2 separate regions of the Sus scrofa genome follow, and region 1 is linked to region 2. Evidence: chromatin contacts called from public Hi-C data. All regions are on one chromosome and are shown on one strand. Each heading gives the region's core, a stretch centred on a gene start, on an enhancer-like site or on the middle of the called end of the contact. The rest is flanking DNA. Distances are from core to core; before and after follow the strand shown.

Region 1 (5,646 bases), core at 220-2,719, 75 kb before region 2:
TTCCAATGCTCCAAAGACACTGCCAACCCTGTTGTGCCACAGCAGGAACTCCATAAGATGATATTTGAGCCCTGCAAGGATATGATACCCAGTAGGTGTTCACCAGACTCAGCTTCCATCTCTTCTCCAGAGGGCAGGATGGAGACTAGGGCCTGGAAATTGCAGGGAAGCAAACCACAGTTGGGAGCTATTTGAGCAGAGACTCAGGTGGGAACATCATGGGAATATCAGGCATCTGATGGTAACCTCAAGCTAGTGACTTCCCCTTGTGAGCCCTCATTGTATCCTCAGATGGGCCCTTTGCAAAGTTATGGATTGAGAACTTAGCCGGGGGATTGTCCAGATCTAAACTGTGAGCACTTATTACAGTCTAGCTCAGCCTTGCTCCCTCCCAGGATTCTCTTGTTCTTAACTCGATTTCCACCAACACCCGCCCACACCTAGAAGAAATAAGAGCCAGTATCTGGGAATATTTGTAATCCTCTATGCCCCAGAGATTAAAGGGGTGCACTTTGTGAGTCAGAGAACAGGGTAGGCTTTGGGGAGGTGCCAGTGACACAGCCTGGTGCTGGACTGCAAGTGTCTCCCTAACTATCTGCAAAGAATCTCATGACCCCACACCTCACAGAAAAGCTGGGGCTCACAGGCCAGATGTGATCTGTGCAGGGTCAAATGCTTTCACCAGAAGGTCAAGGTGATGGCTGGAATGTAAGTTCTCCCAGGGGAGCAGCCCCAGAGAGGAAAGATCAGGTGTAGGAATCATTGTCCCTTGAGGAAACTGAGGTTCACAAGTGCATTGCCTAAGGTTGAATAGCCGAAATGTGGCCTCTGTACACCAGCACAAATTAAGACTTGGAGACAGAGTTTTGGGCAAAGCAGAAAGAACAGCTTTATTACTTTGCGAGGCAGAGGAGGCCACAGTAGGCTAACACCCTCAAAACTGTGTCCTGCCTTGAGAGGGGATAGCAAGGGGTTTTATAGGTTTAGCCTGAGAAAACAGGGCTGTTGGTAAGGATTTGGGTGCCTGTGTTCCTCTCCCTCCATAGATCATTTCAAAGTCATCAAGGCCAGAGTCAGGTGGTCTGGTGACAGTCTCTGGTGGTCTTTGGGGTTATTGAACCTTGACCTTCTCTCTGAAGTGAAGATTGCTCACAAAAGGAAGGGGGTGTTAAGGAAGTGTTTCAGATGAAAAGAAAACACCAGGTGCAATATAACTCTAACTAGAGTTTCTGTCGTGGCTCAGTGACTAATGAATCTGACTAGGAACTATGAGGTTGCGGGTTCAATCCCTGGCCTTGCTCAGTGGGTTAAGGATCCGTTGCTGCCGTGAGCTGTGGTGTAGGTCGAAGACATGGCTCAGATCTGGCGTTGCTGTGGCTCTGGTGTAGGCCGGCAGCTACAGCTCCAATTTGACCCCTAGCCTGGGACCCTCCATATGCCGTGGGAGCGGCCCTAGAAAAGACAAAAAAGACAAAAAAAAAAAAAAGAAGAAGAAGAAGAAAAGAAAGTAACCATTAGTAATAAGTTAGTGGGTCAAGGTAGGACATAATATAATGGAGACTGTTTTCCTAGTTTTGTTTTTCTTTTTTTTTTTTTTTTGGTCTTTTTGTCTTTTATGGCCGCACTGCAGCATATGGAGGTTCTCAGCCTAGGGTCAAATCGCAGCTGTAGCTACTGGCCTACACCACAGCCACAGCAATGCTGGATCCTTAACCCACTGAGAAAGGCCAGGGATTGAAGCTCCATCCTCATGGATACTACTCAGGTTCATTAACCACTGAGCCACAACAGCAACTCCTGTTTTAACTAGTTTTTTAGCCGTAACAATATTTCCTAATCATTAACTCTTGAGTCAGTTTTTTGAGACTGAGTTTGGGAGGCTAAAGAAAGTCTTTTACTTCAGAACATAAGGTCTCAGGGACTCGTACACCATATCTGTTGTAATGTCAGCTAGTGGCTGGACAAGTATTCAAACCTGTGTCACTCAGGTCCCCCATGGCTGTCCTTTGGCACGGCCTTACCCTACTTCCAAAAACCAGGCAACTTTGGGCCTGCTGAAGTGCTGTGTGAGCATGGGCAAGGATTTGACCTCTCTGTGTTCTGGTTTCTGTAAAATGGAGCCAGTAGTCGCTTTGACCTCATGGGATTCTGGTTAGGATTCAGTTAATTCACCAAAGATTTAGCAGGGAAGTGGCCTGACAGGGATGTCATTCAGTCCTGTGAGGAGCAAGTTTGTACTCGGAGAAGTCAAACATTTCCAGAAGATCACAAAGCACGTAAGATTCCACCTATTTCCACATTTTGCCATTACCCGGAGCTGTGGAGGACAGCTGAGTGACTTCCAGCGAGACTCTCTGCCCCCTCCGTATCCTTTGCAGGGGAATAGTGGGTATTTCCTATTAGTGGCCAAGTTCGCCGCTCAAGTTGGAGGTCCTGCTTCTGCACTGGGTGGCCAGAGAGCCTGACTTTGCCACAGCCTGAGGGGACCCTACGCCAGACTCCCAAGGCCACCTCGGGCCACAGTGCTCAGGGCCAAACTCTACACCTCCTTTGCTCCAAAGTCTGGTCCAGGGCGCACCGCCCACGGCCCTCGCGACTGGCCGCCGGCCCTGCCTGTCTTTGGCTTCGCAGCCAATCTCCGTCGCCCTCCGGGCTACGCCCTCCGTTCCTCGCTGCCAGTCGCGCCAGCTTCTTTGGAGCCCCGCCCTTTCTCCCAAGCGATTGGTCCTTGGGGCTGCCCATCTTCTCCGAGGGCTCCAATCTTCGCCTGCCTACAGGCCCTCGCCTCCCAGCTCCTCACACCCAGCAGGGCACCCCCGGGACCCGCAGCCTCTCCCAACAGCCCCGCCTCTATCCCCCAGTTATTGGCTGCAAGGGCTGCCCGTCCGCTTCATGCTCACCAATATCCGCCGTCTTCAGAGATGGTTGGCCAGCAGGCAGCCAATCGGAGTACAGCGTGGATCCCTCCCGCGGCGCGCGCCGAGAGTGCGCGAGGCGGGGCTGTGGCGGTGGAGGTGGCGGCGGCAGCGGCGGCGGCGACGCTTCCCAGCCGGTGAGGGGGCACGGGGGGCGTGGGGTGGCGCAGGCGTAGGGGGGCCCGCGCCCTTCGGGCCGACCTAGGGCGATGCACAGTTCTGTCATGGGCCTGGAACGAGGGCAGACGAGGCGGGGCGTGACAGCAGCATCACCGGGACTGGAAGAGGTTAAAGCCCACCCTCCCGACCTCCACGTCCCGCGTCTGGTATCCCCTGAGGGCCCCCAGCCGGATGTGAGACTCACTGTCAGCCCCCACACACCTGACATCACATCCATTCTCGTTGACATCTCCCCTTACATACCTAAGACTGTCCGCCTTGCTGACATCCCCCACCCCCTTGGGGCCATGCCCCCAGGCTCCCCGCACAGTTGAGCCTGCACCCCCTCACGCATCTGAGTCTATGCTCCCACTCATATTCCCCCTTACACACCCGACACTCGCCCCTGCTCACGAATGCCTCCCATGTCGTCTCAGTCCGTCCCTGATGACACCCCCACACCACTGGGTAGTCTCCACCCTCCTTTCCGTCCCCCTCGATACCACACCTGGGCTTGTACCTCCACACCCATACCTGAGCCTGTCACCCCAAACTTACCGTCCCCCATTCACATCTAGACCCGTTCCTATCTCCTCACCAGCTTTCTCATACCCAGGACTATGACCCTCTCACTGCTCCCTCCCTTAAGTAATCTGGGTCATTGCCCTCAGGTACTCCCCCAACACATGCACACACTTGCCCTCTGCCCCTTGCAGCCCTCTCATCACTCGCACATCCCTAGTCTGTGCACCCACCCTTACTTCCGTTCAGACACAGGTGTATTTGTGCCCCCTCCCTAGTCCTTCCCAATTTCCCCAGGTTTTCCAACATTCACCCAAGCTTTGCTATCTCAGGATCACTGCACCCTCCACACACACAATCCCCAAGAAAAGCCTACCCAGATATTTTTTCATTTATGGCGGTCTATAAAGTGATTTCCGGGCTTAGAATAATCCCTTCAGCCAGACAAACCGGAATTATCTCCTTTTTACCAGCAACAAATCTAAAGCGATTTAATTGGGGAGGCATTGCCCACACCTTCCTGAGCATGGCTGCTGACCCTTCTCTGTGGGCCAACCCCATTTTTGCCCATCTGTTGTGTTCATCTTTGTGGAGTTGGCAGGGGAGGGGACCCCCCACCCTCCTTGCAGCTGTTCCTTAGGAGTCATGACTTTGACTAGGTCCGGAAAGACTGAGCTGGAAGGGGTGGCCCCAGTCGTTTGCTGAGCATGTGTCTCAGAGCCCTGTAGCTAGTGGAGGCGGGGCGTTGTTGGAACTGGGCTTCAACACCCAAAGTGCCACTGGCCCAGCGGATAGGGTCGCGTGGGGGTAGGGGTGGGGACTTGCCTGGCCAGATCTTGCAGACCCCTCGCTGACCAGGGGGAGCTCCTTGGGTCCTGGAAGCTGATGAACCAAGAGAGTAAGGAAACACTCTTCACAGTGAGAAAGCTAATGTTTCAGCTGCTTAGAGATAACTACAAAACTGGAGCCTGGCATGGTGCTGGGGATAAAGATTTTTCTGGAACTTTTCAAGTTCTCTGGTGTGTGATTTGCAAGTGTACAACAAGGAAGAAGGTTTTGTTGTCAAAAAAGCAGTAATGTGCTGTTTCCTGTAATGCTTGCATAATATTTCTTACCTCTCTCCTGGCTTCCCCTGCAAAGATGATGCTGGAATGTTCTGGAGGGTTTTTTCACCTTCAGCTTCTCCTGTGGAAACTGAAGCCATCGGGGTTTTCTGTCCAAGTTCAAAAGGAGTCATTTAAATTGTGTGCGTGTTTGTGTTTGTATGTGTATGTATATGTATATATATGTAGATGTACATATATACACATACACACATTTTATATATGTATGTATGTGCATATGTTGTGTATACAAACACATTGTGAATATATGAATAAACTTTGACAAAGTAATTGATGTACTTAGTAAAAAAAATAAATAAAATCAAACAGTACATAGGAGTAAAAACCTCGCAGGTCTCTCCATAGGGCTGTACCCCATCCCCCTCTGGGGGCCCTCATTGTTAATAATTCCTCCTATCTAATAATGTTCCCTTCCAGAGATAGTCTAATGGCTCTAGGGGAGGGGTGTATATCCCCCCTCACCACCCCTTTTAAACCACTGGTAAATTTGTATAAGATTTTATCAAAAGGGTGGATGATTTTATAACTACTCCCTTGCTGGCAGCTTTTTAAGTTGTCACTCTTAGTCTGCTTTTACAAACCAAGATGCAATGAATAGATAGAACCTTGCAGGAGCAAATAACTACATAGTGAACATGTATGGGGCTCCAGCAGCGCTCAGTCCTCTCTGTCTTCATGGAGTTTAACATCCAACTGCAGCAACTTCCCAGGAGTGGCCAGGCCAAAGGACATGTCCATTTAAATGGTTAATGTTCCTCTGTGGAATCTGTGCTGTCATCCGTATTCTCTCAGCTGTGAAGTTGGAATGCCTGTTTCCTCCCCCAGAGCCCAGGACAGTTGTTATCAAGTGTTCTGGTCTCTCCAGTCTTCCTACGTATCTCTTAGGTGTTCTGGCCTGTGGCATGGTGATGAAATATTAGATTTCT
Region 2 (5,183 bases), core at 1,646-4,145:
CACAACAACTCCCCCATGTGCTTATTTTAAAACATTTTAGAGGAGTTCCCGTCGTGGCGCAGTGGTTAACAAATCCGACTAGGAACCATGAGGTTGCAGGTTCCATCCCTGGCCTTGCTCAGTGGGTTAAGGATCCGGCGTTGCCGTGAGCTGTGGTGTAGGTCGCAGACATGGCTCGGATCCCATGTTGCTGTGGCTCTGGTGTAGGCCAGCAGCTGCAGCTCCGATTAGACCCCTAGCCTGGGAACCTCCATATGCCGCAGGAGCGGCCCTAGAAAAGACAAAAAACAAACAAACAAAAAAAACCAAAAACGTTTTAGAAGAAATGTTTGTCAAAATCAGTCTGAAACTTAAGCTGGGTTTTCCTGCTTAAATGCAGTAAATATCGATTTACTATCAGTAATTACATAATATTAAGCGCTCAAGAGGGCTGTCTGCTAGTATTGTGGCATTATAATTAACAACTAAAATGAAATAAAGATTACGTTAATATTAAAACTAATTATTAAGATTATCCTTTAATCAGTCAAAAATAAGCTAACTTTAATAGGAAAAGCTTGGAGTTCCCCGGTGTGGCTCAGTAGTTATGAACCCAACCATGAGGATGTGGGTTCAATCCCTGGCCCTGCTCAGTGGGTTACAGATCCAGCGTTGTCCTGAGCTTTGGTGTAGATCGCAGATGCGGCTCGGATCCCGTGTTGCTGTGGCTGTGGTGTAGGTCAGCAGCTGCAGCTCTGATTCAACCCCTAGCCTGGGAACTTCCAAATGTGCAGATGCCGCCCTAAAAAAAAACGAAAAAAAAAAGAAAAGCTCTAGGGCTCTCAGGCCTAGCGCTGTAATTCAGAATGACTGCTGAGAAATCAATCTATCGTTAAAATAACTGACTAGAAGGATATTTTCGCTCTGCCTATGACTTGTAAACTGAGAACGGGATCATTTTTCCAGTAAGGAGGCTGGGCTGTCATCTTTCTGACCTCTACTCAGCCTCCCTCCCATCCAAGTGCAGACTGGCTAGCAGCCATTAATGACCAATAGCACTAATGGAGGTTGGGCCCCTCCAAGCCCAGTGGGAGGACCTTCTAAGTGGCCCCGCCCTTCCTCTTAGGACCCCTCCTCTACTCTCCCCTCCCCCGCCCCCGGAAACCCACCAGCTGCTCTCCAGGTGCCTCTCTCTTGTGACCTGTGCCTTGGCAGGGTTTTCACCACCGACCCAGCCCAGCACGACTCCAGCCCAACAGCACCTCCAGTTCAGACCTCTCTGCTGAGCTGGAAGACCATGCCTCCTCCAGCCCCTTCCCCGGAGGCCCCAGCACCCACCCATCACTCCCGTGGGCATGACTGTGGGCTCCTCCAGGCAGCCCAGGTCCTTCCCAGTCTCATAGTAAATGTCCAACTCCGCTCCTCAGCCCTCAAGGCCCCGCGGACCCAGCTCAGGACCACCCTGCCTCATTGCCCTGCGCTCTCCCCCAACCCCCAGCAGCCCCCCTCAGAGGCCCTCCAGGGCCCCCAGTTCTCCATCACTGACCCCATTACTCTCCGACACCTTCCCAAGGAGGAGACCTATGGTTCAAACTGCGGTCCCAATACCTAGGAGAGGAAGGACGGTAGGAAGGAGAGGGAGAAAAAGGAGGGAGAAGTAGAGGCTTCAGAAGGATGGATGTTAGGATGAAGGAGTATGAGAAGGGAAGGGGGAAGGCAGGCATTCATTCCTCCACCTAGGCTCCAGAGGTCTATCCAGGGCCACCCCCATTAGCCTCCAGTCTTGGGTCCACGCTCTGCAGATCTCCAAAAATCTCTGGAACCTCCCATCAGCCCATGTCCCTTCCCTGTTTAAAGCCCCTTCAATGGACCTATGATCCCAGAATCTTGCCAAGTAACATCAATGTGACTTTCCTCCATTCCGTTTCTGAGAGCCCTTCCTCTCACCGTTCACAGCGTCCAGAACCCAGGCCTGGAACATCATCCATTTTCATCAACCAGTTCCATCAATGCTCTTACTTCAGACCCACCTAAAACGTCCCTTCTCTGGGACGCCCACCCCCAACCCAACCAAGATGAAGCTGCCTTCCCACCCCTCCAGCCTATCTTTCCCTCTGTCCAGTCCAAACTCGGGGTTGGGGCGGGGAGGTTGGGGGGGGGGGCGGTTCCTCCCTCTTCTGGCACCAGCCCAGCCCACAGGGGCCAGGCTAAGCTTGAAGAATAAACGCAATGGGTTGGACCCAGAACTGCGTGAGACCTGAGGGTTTCAAATGTGATGTCTCCAATTCTGGGATCCTCACCTACTCTGAAGCCAGAGCCCCTTGTCATGGCCCCCTCCTCTAAGGATTCTCCCTGGTCCTTCTGCACACCTCATACGAGTAGGTACCCCCGATGGACCCTGTCAGCGCGGCCCCCACAGCTCCCACAGGACAACATCCCCAGAGTGGGCCCAGCAGGACCCAAGATCTCCCTCGAGGGGCTCTGAATGTGTTCAGATCCCCAGTACCTTCCATGGACGAACCCTCAGCAGAACCAGTCTCCTAGAGGGCCCCCCCAGGGACTCGTCAGAAGCCCAGAATTGCTCAGAGCCTTCAAGTCTCCTTGCACAATCCCCGAACCCTTCATAGGTCCCGTAGCGAGATCCTGACTCCAAAGAGGGACACATGGCCCTCAGCGCGACCCAGAGTTCCTCAAAGCACTCAACCCCCACAAAAGGTTCCCCGTCTCCTCAATGTCTCCCGGGATCCCCTTGGCGGAATCCCAGGCCCTCAGGGCGCCCCCCATGCTAGGAGATGCCGGCTCACCATGTTGCCGGCGGGAGCGCGGTGCTGGGACCCACGGGCCTGAAGCTCCGAGCTCCTTGCGGAACTCGGCCATTCAGAACACTACTTTGGTATGACAAGCAGCCCATCCAACCAATCATCACGCTTGGAGCCGGGGCAAATCACTAGGGACAAGGAGTCGCTCGCGTTGCATGTCGGAAGTTGTAGTTCGAAGGCGCTCGGTGAGCTTAGGCAGAGGTTGAGTCCAGACTGTCTCTGCGACCCCTGTGTGGCCGCTGTCTCTAAAACTCAATTTCCTCACCTGCACGTATTTAGCAAGTCTGAGGCGAATACACTCATTTACCCACGTACTGCAGAACTCCCTTGATTAAGAACATCTGGTGGCAAAAAAAAAAAAAAAAAAAAGAGTTCCAGTTGTGGCTCTGTGGCTTAAGAACCCAGCATAGTGTCCCTGAGGATGGAGCTTTGATCCCTTGCCTCACTCAGTGGGTTTAGGATCCTTGCCCGTTGCCGCAAGCTACTGACAAGTCGCAGACGTGGCTAGGACTCCACCCTTGCTGTGGCACAGGCCCCCAACTGCAGCAGCTCTGAATAGACCCCCAACCTGGAAACTTCCATATGCCTCAGGCTCAGCTGTTAAAAAAGAAAAAAGAATTCGGTGGCTCCCACTGAATAGACTCCCAGTTGTTCAAACTGAATTCAGACCCCTCTGCCTGCCTGCAATCTACTGCCAACGCTATTACATGCAGATAATACAGCTAGCCACCATCTATGCTTTCTCACATCTCCAGTCCTCTGTAAATGCCATCTTCCATCTTGGAGTGGCTCCTTTCTCATTGTTTTTCACCTGGCAAAAGCCTTTTTCATTTCCATCAGCCAGAACTCTGGTTTCAAGGGGGAAGAAAAAATCCAACTTAAAAAGTCTCCAGCAAAAGGGAAAATTTTGGCTCATGTAACAGAAAACTGGAGTTTCCAGGTGGCTCAGAGGGTTAAAGATCTGGCATTGTCACTGCTGTGGCTCTGGTTACTGCTGTGGCTCAGGTTTGATCCCTGGCTCAGGAAACTATATGACTTGGGTGCAGCCAATTAACAAAAATTTATTTATTTATTTATTTATTTTTTGTCTTTTCTGGGGCTGCTCTCGTGGCATATGGAGGTTCCCAGGCTAGGGGTCTAATCGGAGCTGTAGACGCCTGCCTACACCAGAACCACAGCAATGCCAGATCTGAGCTGCGTCTACAAGCTATACCACAGCTCATGGCTACGCCGGATCCTTAACCCACTGATCAAGGCCAGGGATCAAACCCACAACCTCATGGTTCCTAGTCGGATTCATTAACCACTAAGCCATGATGGGAACTCCAAATCTGGACATATTGTATGCGTTTGACTAAATGTCTGAGAGTCTTTGTGTTCCCATTGTGGCACAGTGGTTAACGAATCCGACTAGGAACCATGAGGTTGCAGGTTCAATCCCTGGCCTTGCTCAGTGGGTTAAGGATCCGGCGTTGCCATGAGCTGTGGTGCAGGTCGCAGGTGCAGCTCAGATCCTGCGTTGCTGTGACTGTGGTGTAGGCCAGTGGCTACAGCTCCAATTAGACCCCTAGCCTGGGAACCTCTATCTACCGTGGGAAGTGGCACTGGAAAAAGGCAAAAAGACAAAAAAAAAAAAAATGTCTGAGAGTCTTTATGGGGCCTGTGAGTAGATCCTGTATTGTTGATTGCCTTGTCTCTGTGGGTGTTTTTGTCTTGTTTATTAGCACATGTGCGTGTCTGTTTGCAGGAGATTTGCTCTTTGTGACTTTGGTCCTCTGGACTCAGTGTGTTGGCCTGAGAGAGCATGGGTGACAGTGGTAGTGAGGGTCACTGGGATTTCCCAGGACCTACATGGGGATGGTGAGATGCCCCTCAGGACTACAACATCCAGATGGGCCCCAGGGAAACTGAAGTTTGGAGGAGGGTTTCAGAAAAAGAGGACCAAGAAAAAAAAGAGTAGGGTCATTATCTGCAGGCCCACTATGTGCCAGGCTGAGGGCAGAGCTCACTCAAGTGCTCCCTCCAGCAGATTAGAGTGGTGGGATGATTGTCTCCATTAAATTGATGAAGACACTGAGGCTCTGAGAGGCCCAAGGCTCTCCTTTGAACCCTGACTTTGCCCCTGGACGTAGGGTTTATGAGTCCAGGTGGCACAGCAGCCCCATGTCTTGAGTCATGGGAGCTGACACACACTTGGACCCCAGGAGCTCTGCATCTTCCCTCTGCAGCCTCCCCATTGCAGAAAAGGCAGCTCTGCCCCTGGCCCAGGTGTTTATACTCAAACTCTGAAGTTGGCCTTGAAGTCTCACTCACAATCTATGCCTGATCTGTTAGACTCTCCTGATGGCTTCACCTTCCAAGTGTAACCATTGTCCTATCCAGCCT

What was found. Hi-C and Micro-C count contacts between places; a contact is called where the count stands out from the background.
Region 1: a contact with region 2 is called in a Hi-C map of embryonic fibroblasts, with 1.7 times the contacts expected there. The contact joins the promoter of SLC25A42 here to the promoter of TMEM161A in region 2. A contact is called at or near these places in 5 of 47 Hi-C or Micro-C datasets (embryonic fibroblasts, heart right ventricle, liver and 1 more) and 1 of 2 datasets of contacts at active chromatin or transcription factors (skeletal muscle).

What each region holds. Positions count from the first base shown.
Region 1 is chr2:58,799,179-58,804,824 of Sscrofa11.1, reverse strand. SLC25A42 (mitochondrial coenzyme A transporter SLC25A42) reads left to right here and starts at 1,469. Exons shown (of 8, transcript XM_021083444.1): 1 at 1,469-3,052. The coding sequence starts at 2,922. LOC100511007 (a long non-coding RNA gene) reads right to left here and starts at 3,695. Exons shown (of 2, transcript NR_045043.1): 1 at 3,633-3,695; 2 at 1,584-3,116.
Region 2 is chr2:58,726,450-58,731,632 of Sscrofa11.1, reverse strand. It overlaps TMEM161A (transmembrane protein 161A), which reads right to left and starts at 2,895. Exons shown (of 12, transcript XM_021083443.1): 1 at 2,784-2,895. The coding sequence starts at 2,786.